Linked DNA regions of Oryzias latipes: region 2 is linked to region 1. A link is a contact called in public Hi-C data. All regions are on one chromosome and are shown on one strand. Each heading gives the region's core, a stretch centred on a gene start, on an enhancer-like site or on the middle of the called end of the contact. The rest is flanking DNA. Distances are from core to core; before and after follow the strand shown. Region 1 overlaps fndc3b (fibronectin type III domain-containing protein 3B). Region 2 holds the start of LOC101167661 (neutral cholesterol ester hydrolase 1).

The links. Hi-C and Micro-C count contacts between places; a contact is called where the count stands out from the background.
Region 2: a contact with region 1 is called in a Hi-C map of gastrula embryo, with 1.9 times the contacts expected there. The contact joins the promoter of LOC101167661 here to the enhancer-like site in region 1. A contact is called at or near these places in 3 of 5 Hi-C or Micro-C datasets (embryo, fibroblasts and gastrula embryo).

What each region holds. Positions count from the first base shown.
Region 1 is chr22:5,582,799-5,590,686 of ASM223467v1, forward strand. It overlaps fndc3b (fibronectin type III domain-containing protein 3B), which reads right to left. Exons shown (of 27, transcript XM_004082165.4): 5 at 2,374-2,602; 6 at 2,114-2,285; 7 at 1,772-1,902. Among protein-coding and RNA genes, the nearest start is that of pld1, 50 kb to the left of the region's middle. Within about 2 kb of position 5,128, at least 6 of the 8 cell types and tissues checked have an H3K27ac peak or open chromatin away from gene starts, as enhancers often do. A contact at or near this core is called in embryo and gastrula embryo, where this site is marked.
Region 2 is chr22:5,716,136-5,724,023 of ASM223467v1, forward strand. It overlaps LOC101167661 (neutral cholesterol ester hydrolase 1), which reads left to right and starts at 4,774. Exons shown (of 5, transcript XM_004082166.4): 1 at 4,774-4,947; 2 at 6,354-6,597; 3 at 7,706-7,775; 4 at 7,849-7,888. The coding sequence starts at 4,807. It overlaps LOC105356895 (a long non-coding RNA gene), which reads right to left. Exons shown (of 2, transcript XR_002872619.1): 2 at 4,377-4,967.

The DNA of each region.
Region 1 (7,888 bases), core at 3,878-6,377:
TCTTAGCTGCATGAGCTTTGGGAAATAAAGTAGTAAAATCACTTTTTAGGATTTATAGGGAAATTCCTAAAAGTTGCCATGATGGATGTCAACAATTTTTGAAGGATCCTGTAAATAATTATCTTTTAATTGAAATGAAAAACGTTTCCTCCATTAAGAGTCCCTCATTTGTTAGGAATTGTACATAAAATATTTATTTAGGTTTTATATTTCTGATTTTTATTGGGGTTTTATTTTCATAAAATCCTTAGTTAGTTTTACTTTTGTCAGTTTCATGTTTTTTTCAGTCTTTCTTGTCGACTTTTTTCTTCAATAGATGAGTGGAGTCAACACTTCTGTGATAATGTATGTTTGAGGGGAATCCCTGCTATTCCAAAACCTTTACAGAAGCATAAATCAACAGCAGGAAGCTCAAGTGCCTAAGCTTAAATTTCATTTTAAGACTAAACTGTGAAGGGAAAAAATGTCTGAAACTTGAGCGTAAATTAAAAGCATTAAAAAAAAACATTACTAAAAATATCAAGGATAAAAAGCTTGACACTTAGATTGAATATGTGATTGCTTTCATTGCACAAACCCTTTTATTCACTCCAACACTGCCCTGCATGAAATTTAATGAACAACTGATTTTACAGCTACTCAAATTTTTAATGCACCCAACAAGTTTTTTTATTAATATGTGTTTAATTTTAAATTACAATTTTACTTTGAAAAAAATGAGAGATTTTACCCAATTTCTTTCACGAAGTTCAAACAGCAACAGTTACAATAAAAAATGAGATTTTGCAAAAGAATTCTGGTCAAACAGCAAGTGGTAAATATGACTCGATATTAAATCAAATTAAGTGCTTTAGCCATTTTTATTTGTCCCACATAATAAAGCTTAAAAATCTCCTGGAAGGTGGGACAAGTCTGACTTCTTTGTGTTTTTCTGATAAAAGAATCGGAGGTCATAAACTGCAGGAAAGATCTGCACCCGCCCGACTCAGCTGGAACCTTCCTGTGATCCGACACCCAACTGAAAAGGATTAAATCATCCTTTTACGGTGACGTTAAATTTTAAGAAGAGCTTGACAGTCAAAATGATGGCGTCCATAAACGCATGCATCTCTAGAGGTTACATGTGTGCGAGCACATGAGCCAGGTGCGCCATGTAACCAGGTGCATGTGGGCCGGGACACCTCAGGGTCCTGTGTCTGTCTGTGCGAGCGATAAGGCTGAGCCGCGCTGTTTAAATCGCAGACCTCAAAGGTTTCCCTCATACTCTGTTGGACTCTAAAGGTATGTAACCCCCCCCCCTCTTCACCTATCGCTCTCACCCCAACCCCCCCACTCTATGGCTCAGCCTTCACCAACAAGGCTGGTATTGTAGTGGGGGTAAAACGATAGCGCTCAGGGACGGATTCAACTATGTGGTTACCCAGACAACCCCTCTTAGCCCCTTCCCCACCATCCCACCTCAACCCGTCCATCCAGATCCTGCCGCTTTTATGATCTCCTCACTCCAGTGAGGCTGCATTCATTTTTCATCCAATCTTTCTTTTTTTTTTTCTTTTTTTTTTTGTGGGCGGAGAAAGAAAGGGGCAACATGTTCCCGTCATGGGGCCTAAATGCAGAGGGGGCACCGAGGGTAATGAGAATAAAGGCAGATACAAAGACAGCAGGACGACAGGTGACTCTTCCAGGGAGAGAGAAGTGGTGATTTCACCGCACACAGCACTACAGCAATGCACAGGTTGGAAACAGACGCCATTGTGTTGGTGTGTTCTACCTTGTGTGTGTGTCTCTGGCTCATTGTTTCTGGGGCTGCAGCGGAGTCGTCTCTCTGGTTTCTTGCCCCCTGGACTGCTGACTCCACTCCCTGACCCCACTGACCCGAGTGACGAGGCGTGCGTTTTGTTGCTGCATCACAAAAGGAATCACGAATAAAAAATGACTTGATTAACACAAAGGAGGGCAAAGAAAAATGAAAGTTGGATAGCTTTCTTTCATTTAAACAAATGTTTAAAAGTTTAGAAATCAAAATGCCCTTTTTTTTTAATTGACAGGTAAATTACATTCACATCTATATTGAGTTGGCATATGTTATTTTAATCTTTCTAAAAACATTCACCTGTATCCATTGTGCGCCGGTCCCATGCTGCCCTTATACAGAGTGGAGGGCAGAGAATTGAGCCGGTTCTGTGGCTCCAGCTGCCGTGGTTCCTTGATCTTTTTAGGCTGCGGCTTACTGTACGTCTCTTCTGTGCTTATGTAGCTCGACATCCCATAAACTGAGATGATTTCTTAAAGAGAAGATGATAGGTTTTATTTTTCCAAGTTTTATGTTTCAAAACCCTTAAGAAAAACCCTTTTAGTAGACAGATTGGTTACCTGGGTCGCCATACATGGGGGGAAGGTGGTGCTGGTAGTACTGGTGGGGAGGCAGCTCCCCTGGGCTTACAGGGTAGAAGGAATGAGAGTTGGGGATGAAGTGGGGGTGAGCCAAATAAGGGGGCAAATGGTGTGTAGGGGACAGAGCTGGGGAGTATGAAGGGGGGTAGCACTCTGGAGACTGAGGGGTCACCACCACTCGACGGACCCCCGCGGTATCCTCCAGCACCTGTGGGCAGGAACAAATTACAAAACCCATGAAAACTGAAATAAAGAATGTTGTCTTTATGGAGGCATTCCTGTGAGTCCTAAAATGTTAGCATGTTCTAAATATTTTTGGGTCTTTACCAGTTCCAAAGCAACAAATTGTGGAAAAGTTTCATTATGTGAAAAATACAAACAAACTCTTCACTGCTTTAAAAAAACATTTCTGTGTACCGGTAATTAATGGAAATCATTTAAAAGTAGACAGGAAGAAAGAACAATTTTCCGTCAGTCTTTTTGAAGGCATTAAAAACACCAAACGAGGTGAGGTGAAAGCTTTTGGAGAGCTCGTCATCTGTGAAGCACTGCAACAAGTTCACCACAAGTTCACTCTGTGAACAACTCAGGAGAAACTGAGCAACAAACACACTTCTACACAACTAACAGACACATTAACAAAAAATAATCGGGACGCTACATTTTTATTGCTATACAACAACAAGAAATTATTACTTTACCATTTGACTAATATTTATATATTTACAGTACAGACCAAATGTTTGGACACAGCTTCCCATTCATTTGAATGAGAAGGCCAATCTGGTTTCAAATTAGAACAATTTCTTGTCAGCTCCTGTTAAAATGTTCAACTTTACATTTACCGGTAATCATTTATCATATTTATTCAAGACAACTGTGCGGGGAGGGATGGTTAGTATCTTATTTTCAATGTGGTTTTTTTTAATAGCTAAAATTTGCATTCGAGTAATTCGGGATACCACAAAAAGGTTGGTAACATTATACAAAGCGGGTTTCTTCAGTAATATTTGTTAATTCATAATGAAGCATTAATAAACTATTAAAAAAAGTAGAACTTTTATGCATTACTTTCCATTACTAAGTGTATTACTACATGCTTTAGTTAGCAGATAACTAATGTTTGGTAAATGTTAAATGGTAAATGGCGTATACTTATATAGCGCTTTCAACCCTCTTTCGAAGGCCCAAAGTGCTTTACAGTCATAGTCCCATTCACCCATGCACACACACATTCACACACTGATGGCGGCTCCGCTGCCGAACACTGGCGCCAACCTCCCACCAGAGGCAAGGTGGGGTTCAGTGTCTTGCCCAAGGACCCTTCGAAACATGGGCGTGCAAGGCGGGAATCGAACCTGCAATCTTACGATCATGGGTCGACCGCCCTACCGCTTTACCACAGCCGCTCGTGTTTAATATTCATACTTACATAATGCATTAAGAATTTATTACAAGCTGTCTTATACAACTGCTTACCATTAAGTATGCAATAACTACATGTTAATGTGTTTGTAGAGTCTTAATGTCTAAAGTAATCATTTTTACTATGTTGTGTTTTTAGGATGACCTAATTCTTAATTAATGCTGAAAAGCCTAATAGGCATTACTTAAGCATTAATTACCTTATTTAATAATTATGAATTGATCATTGGAACCATATTGTAGCCTGAGCAATTATTCTTTACTCAATGCTTTCAATGCATTAAGTGAGGTTAAACAATAAACTTTAGATTTTGCTTAGAAAAATATCCCTCAGTAATACACTTAATAATGCAAAGTAATGGCTAAAAGTGGCAATCAACACTTAATTAACAGCTAGTTAATGCTTAATTATGCATTAACTAATGTTAGTAATGTGATTCGTATTATTCAGCTATACTACGTAAAAACATTGGTTTTATAACTTAAAAAGGTCATGCTAAAACAAAAAGTCATTACTTAAATTTAAATTTACACATGTGTGCAACAGATAATACCCACGCAAAGAAAACGGATAACGCGTAACACCCTAGCAGGAGACAGCACTGCATCCCGCCGCCGTGAGAGTTAGCCCTAAAAAAAAACTATTTCGGACAACCCTACTCCTCCAAATGCCCCTACAATTGGTGTGGTAGGCTGAAGCCGTAGAGGTAGGGGAAGTATTCGGATTCGGCTTAATATTGAACTGACCAGATTGTAATACTGCCTAATTTAATGATAAATGCTAAGTTTCTTATCTTTTTTTTGCTCTCTTTTTTTATGAGTTTTTGTGTATAGTAGGACCTGTGATAAAGCAATTATTTTCAGGAATTATCCAACACCTTGACAAAGGATAAGGAGATAGTAATGGGTTCTCTCAAAGTGTTGAAACCAAGTAATGTTCTTGTCAATAGAAGCAAATGCCTCGCATGACTAAAGTTTCAATACATATAATAACTTTCACAATGAGGAACTGGGGGGGACACACATTCACACACACATTCCAGCTATTCAGACACTTTCACAGGCGCGCATTCCAAGGAGAGAGCAAACACACACTCCCTGCAGAGAGGGGAAGCAATCCTTGGTCCCTAACAACAACATCCACACTGTCAGAAACAGGCCACATAACACCACCCCAAACGCCCCAACACAAACTGAGAAGCAGCGCACTGTCAAAACACACCAGACAGAGAAAAGAAAGGAGTGAGGGTGCGCAGGGCCGCCAGGAGGGGACAAAGAAGGTTACAGAACTAATCCGAGGGAGAAATTCAAGAGAAGGGGGGCGTTAGGAGAAGGCGGATGAAGAGGAGGCCCTCGTCTCCCCCTCATCCCCTCCTCTGCTGAAGAGGGGAAAAACAGAGTGTTTACAGGAAGATAAGGGCAAAGTCCCTGTGGGAGGACATGTGGAGCTGGCCTACATACCAGCTCTACATGTACGTTTTATTGGCAAGGAATTGACTTGAATATAAGCACAGGACACCCACAAACAGGAAAACCTTGACACATACTAAAAATCTATCCATTCTGGCCAATCGCACAGATTTTTCCCCATCGCTTCCAACATTCACACCCCCTGAAAGCTGTCCAGCGAAGGCCCGTCTCCCCCATCCGCCTTGTTTATGTAAGAGTGACAGTACCTCCCGCTCATACTTGGCCGATTCCCGACTAACACACACCCACACACAGACAAACACAGGCAGCCAATGACCTGACTTTCATAGCCGTAGGAACACAATACCACAAGCCGCTCACCACAAATGTTTGTGAGGACGGTCTATTGATTCCTTCTCTTTTTCCCCCCATTCTGGGGGCATTCAAGGGAGAACACAGGCACAAATTCATACAGGAAAGAAAACGAATGGCCTTAACACCACAAATCAGCACATTCCTGTTGGGCGCAGATGTGGCGGGAGGCTGGATACTTGTTTTTATTAACTACAACTGAAAGGAAAGGTGGAATGTCTGGCACATACTTAACGTGTGGTCGGAGCAAAGCTTTCTACAGAATGCCCTCCTTCAGTGTCTAATACTTCCCAATCTTTAACAATGACCACCAGTTCTATTTCTGGCGTTTGTTCTTTAAAAAAATGATCAAACCAAGAATCCCTAAGTCCTTGAAAGACGGGCTTAGTCTGCGAAAGCTATGTTGAAACATTCCCCGTTAGAGGTCATTTAGATCTGCTGGATTTGTGCCTTTCCTTCAACATGTTATTCAGCTTTTGGTCGATGCAAATTGTCCGCAGAGATGAAAAAAAACAAAAGTCTATAGCAGAGGGAGTTATTTTGTCCCTTAGAAGACGCTTCTCTGAGATGTCTAAATGCCTCATTTGAAGCCCATGTTTTCCTTACCTTTCCTAATTACATCACCGTGTACAGCATTTGCATAATGTCTACCTTATGGCCAGTTAGGTTTCACCCAAACAGGAACTGACTGGTATCCTAAAGTCTTCCTAAAGCAGGAGTGTCCAAATTTACTGCAAAGGCCCAGCAACCTGCATTCTAGGAACTCCCTTAATACCATTAAATGCAAATGAACTATATAATAAATACGTTTTTTTAATGAGATACTTTTCATCTCTTCACATATAACAAAAATATATCTAAATACATTTTTACTAAAGTTACTGGGAATTTTTTTATTTGAAGAATAAAGATGCAATGAAGAAATTTTCTGGAAAAATACTTTGTCAATCTAAGTTCACAAATCTCTTTTTCTCGTTTGGCCCTAAAGACTCTAAAAGTCAAGTTGCCACAGGTTTGCAACAGCTTATAACATAAGCCAATCACAATCAAGAAATCATAGTTCAGAAAGTGCTGGGCGCTAAATATTATTGATACTTTGGCAGGAGCCTGCTGGCCAGAAGAAATCTGGCCCGCATTTGGCCCACGGGCCGGACTTTGGACACGCCTGTCTGAAAGGCTTTCAAAGTAAAAGCCATTCTATCAAAAAATTGTTACCAAATAAGTCATTCAGAAATTTCTCAACATTTGATTTCAAACCAAATGAAAACTAATGTGAGATGCATTCTTCAACAGACGACAAACCAACTTCTGTCAAATTTTTTCGAGATCCTTTCAGTGAGCTACACCAAACAAATAGTTTGCCTTAATTTTTCCCAAGTCACTTCTTGTTTGAGAGTGGTATTCATTAAAAACTTTGAATGACAGTGTGTCAGAATCTGCTCTTTAAACTGTCTTTAATGGTTCAGTTAAGATTTCTGCCACGTTGAAAGAGATAAATCTTTGTCCTTAGGTTTGATCATCTGTAAAATGATGTGAAAAAGTCCCCACATGGGAGTGGATGGGGGTTCCTCTTTCTTTTTTTTATAAACTTACCCAACTAACAATTCAGTAAATTGGAACAGCAGTTCACTGAAATGCTGAAAAACACTTTAAAGACAAGATTTGCTGTTTTTCTTCTTTTCAAGAAGCATAAACATGAGTACCTGGAAACACCTGACCCAGGTAATAAACAGTAAGTGGGTCAAGCAAGTTGGACGGTGGCCTTGAAGGTCTGGAGTTGCCCCCCTCCCCCATAGCAATAAATGTGCGGCTCCTTCCTCTCTGATTTATGGACCCTTTGACGTGTGCTGCATTGGGAGGAGAAGACTTTGCAGACGTTTTGTGTTCTGCTCAATTATGTAACGCTTTGACCAGGACAGACTTCATTTTTTGCTCCTTCCCCCCCAAAGAAAACTAACTCATTTCTGCTTTTGAATGGGGGGAGGATGGTTTTCACATAGTTCAGACAGTTTGAAAACTGTGGCTTTTTTGGATGGATGAATGGATAGACTAATTTCCATGTTCAACCATCTTATAGATGCAAGAAAACCTTTAGGAGCCTTGTGCGTTACTTTCAGATACCGCTTCGTCAATCTCCATTTCATTAGTAACCATGGAAACGGCTTCAACAACTTGAGAGGCACCTTTCAGACTCCAAGTTACAATCTGCAGGAAAAAATACTGAAATCAAGGAGAAATAAGTGACTTCTATACGAAAATGAATGAATGATTTGAAATGCTGTTTACA
Region 2 (7,888 bases), core at 3,524-6,023, 130 kb after region 1:
TTTTTCTTGAATAATTGATTCGATTGGGCTGCACAGTGGCGCAGTGGTTGGCGCTCTTGCCTCACAGCAAGAAGGCCCCGGTTCAAGTCCCAGCTGGGGGACCTGGACCAAAAAAAACATCAATGGGGGACCTTTCTGTTGGAAATTTGCATGTTCTCCCCGTGCATGCGTGGGTTTTCTCCGGGGAATCCGGCTTCCTCCCACTGTCCAAAAACATGCTTCATAGGTTAATTGGTCAACCTAAATTGTCCATAGGTGTGAGTGTGAGAGTGCATGGGTGAGTGATTGTGGACATTCTACCCTGCGACAGACTGGCGACCTGTCCAGGGTGTCCCCTGCCTTCGCCCACAAGTGGCCATAATAAAACAAATGCAAAATGGTACAGGGGTTTGAATCCCGGCTGGAACCTCCAGTTGCATGCAAAGGCTTTCTCCAGGTACTCCAACTTCCTCCCACAATCCAAAACCATGCTTCAATGGCGATCGGTTCGGGGTGTACCCTGCCTTCACCCAACATTAGCTGGGTTGGCGCCAGCAGCCCTGTGAGCCCAAAAGGAAGCAGGATTTGAAATGGGAAAGATGGATAAAAGAAAAATGAAATTTAAAAATAACCAAAAAATGAATTTAAAAAAAACATTTTCTAAAGAAAACGAGAAAAGTCATAATTATCTCGTTTAAGACTTTTAAGAAACCAAAACATATCAGAAAACACAAAGACAACAATCATCACAAATATCATAAAATATACTTTCAAACAGCTTTTGTCATTTTATTCAGTGTAAAATGACCCAATTAGATTGTTTTCCAGCAAAAAACGGGAATGTGCAGTTATTGAAAAACCAACTGTCAATGCAAGGTTTGTAAAGATTAAAGACTCAGTTTTATGACGCAAATGACCCTTTTTGGGTCAAATCTAGGCAATCCAGTGGGGTTTGTGTTGTTTATCTTTGTCAGAGCAAATACTGCATGCAAAAGTCCTTTTTAATCCGCCAAATTCTGCACAAAAAATGTTCCTGAGGGGGAAAATAAAGTGAGAAACAAACCTAGTAAGTTGAAAGGCTTTGTTTCAGCTCACTGAAGGAGAAGACTCAAATTCCCTAAAAGACCTGCCACACCTGAAGGAGCTTTACAGCACTGAGCTCAAAAGAGATGAAGCAGAGATGGGTGGAAGATAAAAGAGAAGGCACAGAGGGTGCTGACACATTGTGCCACAATGGAGCTGGGTGTGTCGCCTCACACAGCAGCGGGGATAAAGTGTGCACAAACACAGGAGATGTGAGGAGCGGGCACCTGGATCTGAGCCTCAGCTGCAAAAATGCAGGACAGGAACTTATAAACGAACTGCAGCTCAACTGTTTGGGCCCAAATCTGGCAGGCCAGCAGGAGGGGAGGCTGTTACCAAAGCCAAGTTAAAAAAATCCTGGCCTACATTTGCCATTTTACAAGCACAGCCTGCTTGCCTGTGTCTCTCTCTCTCTGTCTGGGGTTTGTCATATATGTCACATGAAAATGATGGTTAAAAGGGGAAGAGTTTTATTACTGCGTTATATGACACCAGCTGTCTAACAGGGCGAGAAGAACCTCCCCCTTCTTGTCAGGTTTTCCTCTTGGTCTGTAAGTGGAAGTGGAGGTGACTCCCGCCATGAGTCGGATAATCTGCGCATCTTCTCTGGTTGCTCCCGCCACCGCAACAGCTGCCTCTTGTCAACGATTTTGCCGCAGCAGCTGAGGACAAGGGGAGGAGCCCCCAGACCACACTTGAAAACCTCGCTTATGGCGGAGGGGGACAAGCAGGGGGGGGAGTTTGGTTAACAGAACATCAGGATCGCATTTGGAGCCGGTGGAGGCTCATGGGAGAGGGCCGGCGCGTCAGCTGAGCATGCCGGAGAGGAAGCGAGAGGTCAGGACCGGCCTTTTAATGAGGTTGTATTTGCCAACGAGTCCATCAAAGAGGAGGGTGGGCATGTTTGCCCTCCTCAGCAGAGGGGGTGCCCTCGTGTCCCCTCATGTTAAAGGTCAGGCCTGAGGCATGCGGGTGTCCACATCAGCGTGACTTTTGACCTCCCCGGCCAATTGTCGGCATGATGACTTTTCCAACCTGTGCTTCCAACCACAGAGGAGCTCTTCGTCAGTCTTCTCCAGGATCCCCAGGAAACAGAAGTGTGACACTAACTAGACAGAAGATGGCTCTGTCGGTGAAAAGAATTATTTAATAAAGGAGAGCATTTTCCGGAAAATGGTATGAAATTATAAAACTCATGAGCTTCTAGGCCTATGAAAAACAATTTCTCCCACCTCCACAGCTGAGGTCCAGCTGGCACAGATCCAACCAGAACTCCCTTTAGTAAAAACAAGGTTTGTTTCCTCGTTGGTCACAGTTAAGTCACGTCAGGAACAGAACTGATAGAGGTACCATGACACAGCCATGATTTTCCTTTTCATGTTTGAGTTTGAAGATGCAAAAGCCTGTCTTCTATGGATCTGGAGATGTTGTCATTTCAATTTTCTGAACATAAAAACAAATATTTATAATAAGAAAAAAAAACAATGTAAATATTGAACTTCTGAGTCATTAGTTTGTGTCCAAAATGCAGCTCCACACATATCTAACCCGACAGGAGTCAAAAATGATTTGCTGAAAGTGAATTGAAATGATTGCTTTTAATAATCCAATTACATCCCATTCATTACTTTATTTTACGATAGTGTCCTTTTTGCTCCGAGTCTCAGGATCAGTTTCACCTTTCCTCACTGTGACTCACTGTGATAATATGAGAGGAGAAAATGAGCCTGGATGCCTTCATCCATCTTCTGCAGCTGTGGTCACACAACCACAGTCAGCATCCCTGATGACACTCAAAGACATTCCTGATTTCATGTGCAGCAATTTCCTGTAAACGACTCTGGCAGGAGAGTGTCGGTTGGAGCATATTTAGGGTCGACTTGTGTTCTCTGGTTTCTACATGCAGCACACAGCTGTAAAACATCCTTTACATTCTGTTAGATCTGGTTTTCTGTCCTAATTTGCCCTAGATCAAAATACCAGATGCAGGGCAGGTTAGGAGGTGTAATCACAGGACGCCTCTGATGGTGGCGTCAGAGGCTGAGGCTGAGTAAACTAAAAATGGAGGGAAAAAAAGCCCTCCATCTCTGCTCTGTGCGCTCAGGTCGAGTTAAATGACCATAAGTGTAATTCCAGCCAGCGACAGGAGATAGGGGCCCCCGTCTCTGCCCGCCATACCACAGACTGCAGGGAGACGGCGGGCCAGCACACAGCAGTCAGGGAGGGGAAAGCTAGGGGGAATTTTAATGCACACTTTTCTGCCACACATGATCACGCAGTCTCTTACGAAAGCACATATATCAAATTTACAGCCTGGGTTTCCTGCTGACGCTCGTTTACCAGCGGCTCATGGAAATTGATCAAGTGCTGAATGTGGTCAATACGTCCAGAATCTAAGGGCTTAGAAGATGGAATGTAAACCATAAAGAAAACTGGACTATAAATATCTGTCACTTATGAAAAGCTAGTGTGTGAGGGTTTTTTCTGTCATATAATGAAGCTTCTTGCTCCGGTCTGTTCTCCGCGTCGGTTTGCCTGTCAGTCTGTTGCTCCTGCTTCTGTTTTGGAAAGTCAGCTCTAGGGCCAAATCTTTATCAAGGCTAAGGTTTGTCTTGCTGGGAGCCACCAGGGAAAGGCACTGACAGGACGATTAATAGCACATAAAAATGTGACCGACACTCTGTGCAGCGTCGTCTCTGACGTCAGTTCCTCCGCCTCTCTGGGTGTTTGACCCACATTTGAACCAGTCTTGAAAATAAGTCTGCAGGCAACAGAATGGTCAGAGTGGTTCATCATGAACACATCGAAATTCTTCCTATGAACCTTTGATGGCATAAAATCCCATTCAGAACCTGTGTTAGCTGCATCAAATCACATTATATCTGTAGAGAGTAAAGCTAACTAAAAGTGGAGAAAAAATATCAACAGAAATGAACCAAAATTATTAATCTGGATAGAATTTAAAGTGCAGATTTTCCAACAACTTTCTGCATTTTTTCCAAGATGAAATTTCCCTAGAAAAAAACATTTTAGTGAATGATTTGATATTTTCATTTCATACTTATTGCAGCTTTTTTGTATCTATAATAACTATATCTATAATAACTATAAAAACTCTGTTACAATAAAATACTGCCATTAAAGACAGACTAAATTAATAATCAGAATATTAAATTTTCTTTATAGACATTCAGTATTTTTGTAAACGTCTAGATTTTGATAACACAGCCAAATAAATATGAAATTGCAGACTGATATAAACACACACAAAAAAGGAACTTTGAGCTACTTCAGCTACTAAGAACAAAACAGAATTTCTTAATAATAATACTATTTATTTCGTTTTATTTTAATCTGCTTAACTTTATTTCTTTGAATGGATCGGTAAGTTTACAGCGTCCTTCAGTGGTCACAAACGTGCAGTACAGTTTGAGCAAATTTAATCAAACACTCAAATTCCCAGAAACCCCTTCGTGCAACTGCTGGCCTTTCAGAATAAAAGTATTGTTAAAGAAATGTGAATTAATTTACAAAAGAAATTTCGGACATGAAGACTGTTTTACTCCGCAACATAAAATAAATCCAAAGTGTGTCTTTAAACAAATTAATTGTAGATATTTGAATTTACTCCGAGGACCAAGATTGAGTTTTAGCTTAAGCGGAAGTCCCCTCAGCTCACTTCCGGTCGGGTACGATTGACATAATAGGTTGACAGGAGGAGCTGCAGCTGACAGATGCACCAAGATGAAGTGGAAGCCGCTTGTGGTTGCCGCGCTGCTGACCGTCGCGGTCGCTTATTACATCTACCAACCGCTGCCGGACGCCATCGAGAAGCCCTGGAAGCTGATGATGCTGGACGCGACGTTCAGGACCATGATGCACCTGGTAAGAAGAGCGGCTCTGTCCTGCAGGACACACGTGCATAAAAAAATATTAGTTTGCCCTGTTTAGCTTTGCAGAAATTGTAAAATATAGACATGTATATATGGAAGAGAAAAAAGTGGACTTTGACCCGACTATAACTCACCTACTGATGAAATGTATGCACGTTGATTGTAAACGTTTTGCAATATACTGTAGTCCAGTTTTTTTTGTTTTTTTTTTTTAGATAAAGTCCACACCCTCTTTAAACATTTCCATTGATTCTATTTGCAAGCAAACACTTAACTACAACTTTGCATGAAGAGAAAATTCAAAAATCGTATAAAAAAAAGAGAGAACGTGGAGCATTAAACAGTTTTTTTTCTGGCAGGCTGTCAGATCATTGCGCTGCTGTCTCACCTTTGGTCTACATTTTGAAACTGACAGAGCAAAGGCAACATTTATTAGAGCGACTCTATTCGTCTGTTTATGAAGGAAGCTGTTCTGTTGAAAGTCAAAGAATTTTTTTAAAGAATTGGTGCACTAAGTTACTGGAACCCACTAATGTTTAGACTAAATGAAAGATGTAATATGGATTTTTTACATATATTCTGTTAAAAATCCTGAAGAAATAAATCCCTGTACACTGATTTCACATTAACAGAAGCAAAAACTGTTCATTTAAAAAATATAATTTTGTTAATAAACTTAAGTTTAATTCACTTTTTCTTCTAACTTTCTTAGGTTTTTTAGATTTTGGCCTAAAATAAAGCAGAACTATTTGATTTATTCAGGAGATTATAACCAAATTCTCCAAACAACCTGACGGAAAAATGATGCAACGACACGTTTTGCCATCAAGAATGTTGTCCAGACCGAAATAAAAAAATTAAAACACACACACAAAACATTTTACAACAGTGTTTTTTCATTTCGCAAGAACGTCAGTCAGTGCATTTGTGTTTGCACACCCTGACCGACCCGTCACCCACCCACAGAATTTAGCTCTGAATCGCCTCCGATTGTCTTCTGCAGGACAAACCCTGACTTTGGTTCGTAATGAAGGTTTCCTCCCAAAAATCCACGAGGTAAATGAGCACTTTAGAAACTGGTGTGGCGGGATCTGTTCCATGGAGCTGCGTTCTCAGACGCCCTGACTCACTCTGACCCTTCAGTGGGAAAAACGGTGCATGACGACACTTCAAATCCTTCAACTCCTCTTTCTTCTCCTGACCTTTCACACGTTTTGGGGCAGGGCTGTCCGATCCCGATCCCAGTCCTAGCCCAGCGTCCTGCTGGTTTTTCAGGTGTCTCTGCCCTAACGGCTGCACCTGAATCAGGTGTGAGGTGCGGCCTCTCAAAGACCGGGGTAGGACCCTCTCAAAAGGGTGTATGTATTAGTTAATGGCCCCTCCCTCTCGTTTCTTCAGGGATTCTTAAAGGAATGGCTGGACCTGGGTCATTCCATCAGCTCTGTCAAGAGTTCGTTGGAGAGCTTTGAGGGGTTCATGACCGTGGACTCCAGGGGAGGAGTCATCCCAGGGGTCAAATTCACAGACACCACGTTCGCTGGCGTCCCGGTGAGAGTTTACGAGCCCCCGGCGGGCGGCGAGGGCCATCTGAGGAGAGGCCTGATGTATCTCCACGGAGGCGGCTGGGCCTTTGGAAGTGGCAGTGAGTACAGATGCTAGTTTGAGCCTCGCTGTCGCCCCCTGCTTCCTCACCCATGCACCAGCAGAAGACGCAGACTTGAAATTATTTGGACTGAATTGAATCAAAACAGAAACTTTATAAATAAACTGATTTGTCACATCAACAAAATAGCTTTTTAAACAATGTTTTCTTTTTTTTAAAAAAGTACAAAGACTTAAAGAAGTTTCTGTGTGTAAGAAGTGATAAGTAAAAGGATAAAAAAAATAATCAAACCTGTGCCTGCAGATAAAAAAAAAAACAAATGCTACCACATTTGTTTCTATGCAGCGTTTTTAAATTAACCAACTCAGCTTAATTTAACATGTTTGACAAAAATAAACGTACTTTTATACGATTGTAAAAAAAATTTAGTCAGCTTTTGAATAATCTAATTTATAAGTTCTTTCCCATAAAGTATTTCGGGAAGCTCGGGAAGTTCTGAAGTTTTCGTTAACCGCTCTTCGATTGGACAAAAAGTGAGGAATGTAGTTGCAGTCACGAATTTGTAGTAAACGCCGAAAACCAGACAGATAAATATCTATAAAAAGGTACAACTAGAAAGTAAAGTTATGATATTTTACACCAGGTAAAGTCCCACTGCAACTATATTTTGGGTTGATTTTAAAGCGTTCCCAGTGGTCTTTTAACAATCCCGTTTTAAGCCAAAAATCAAAATAACTTCTCCTTTTCTAGGACATAGTTTCTGCAGAGGGGCAGGAGTATATTAGAAATTCCTTGCAGGCAGAACTGTTGGTGTGGAGCAACCCTCCGCTAATGTCCCATGATCCCTTTGTTTACAGCTAGCTAACAGCCCCTCCCAACCACAAACTAACAGTAATGCTGCAACAATAATGGCGAGCAACAGTGGAGCTGTCCAGCTGTACTGTTTTGAGCCAGATGCCAGCTCTGATGAGGAGAACGGAGACGTACACGCTTGTGTTCAAGCGGATCCAACAGTCAGCGGCCCATTCTGATGCCTCCACTTGTAGACGACTAAATCCAGTCATTTTCTTGTCTGAGCTCAAAACTGTCATTCGGAATGAGTCTTTCTAGGAATAATTCAGCATCATCTCTCTTCCATCTGCTGCAGAATTTGGGACCTATGACTCCATCAGCAGCATGGTTTCTGATGAGCTGAACTGCGTGGTGGTCAGTGTGGAGTAAGTGCGTCTGAGGCCGGCAGCGGTGGGTTTGTTTTGCCTCCAGCTGCAGCTCACTGCTCTGTGTTTGCAGCTATCGCCTGTATCCAGAGGTCCACTTCCCAGAGCCCTTT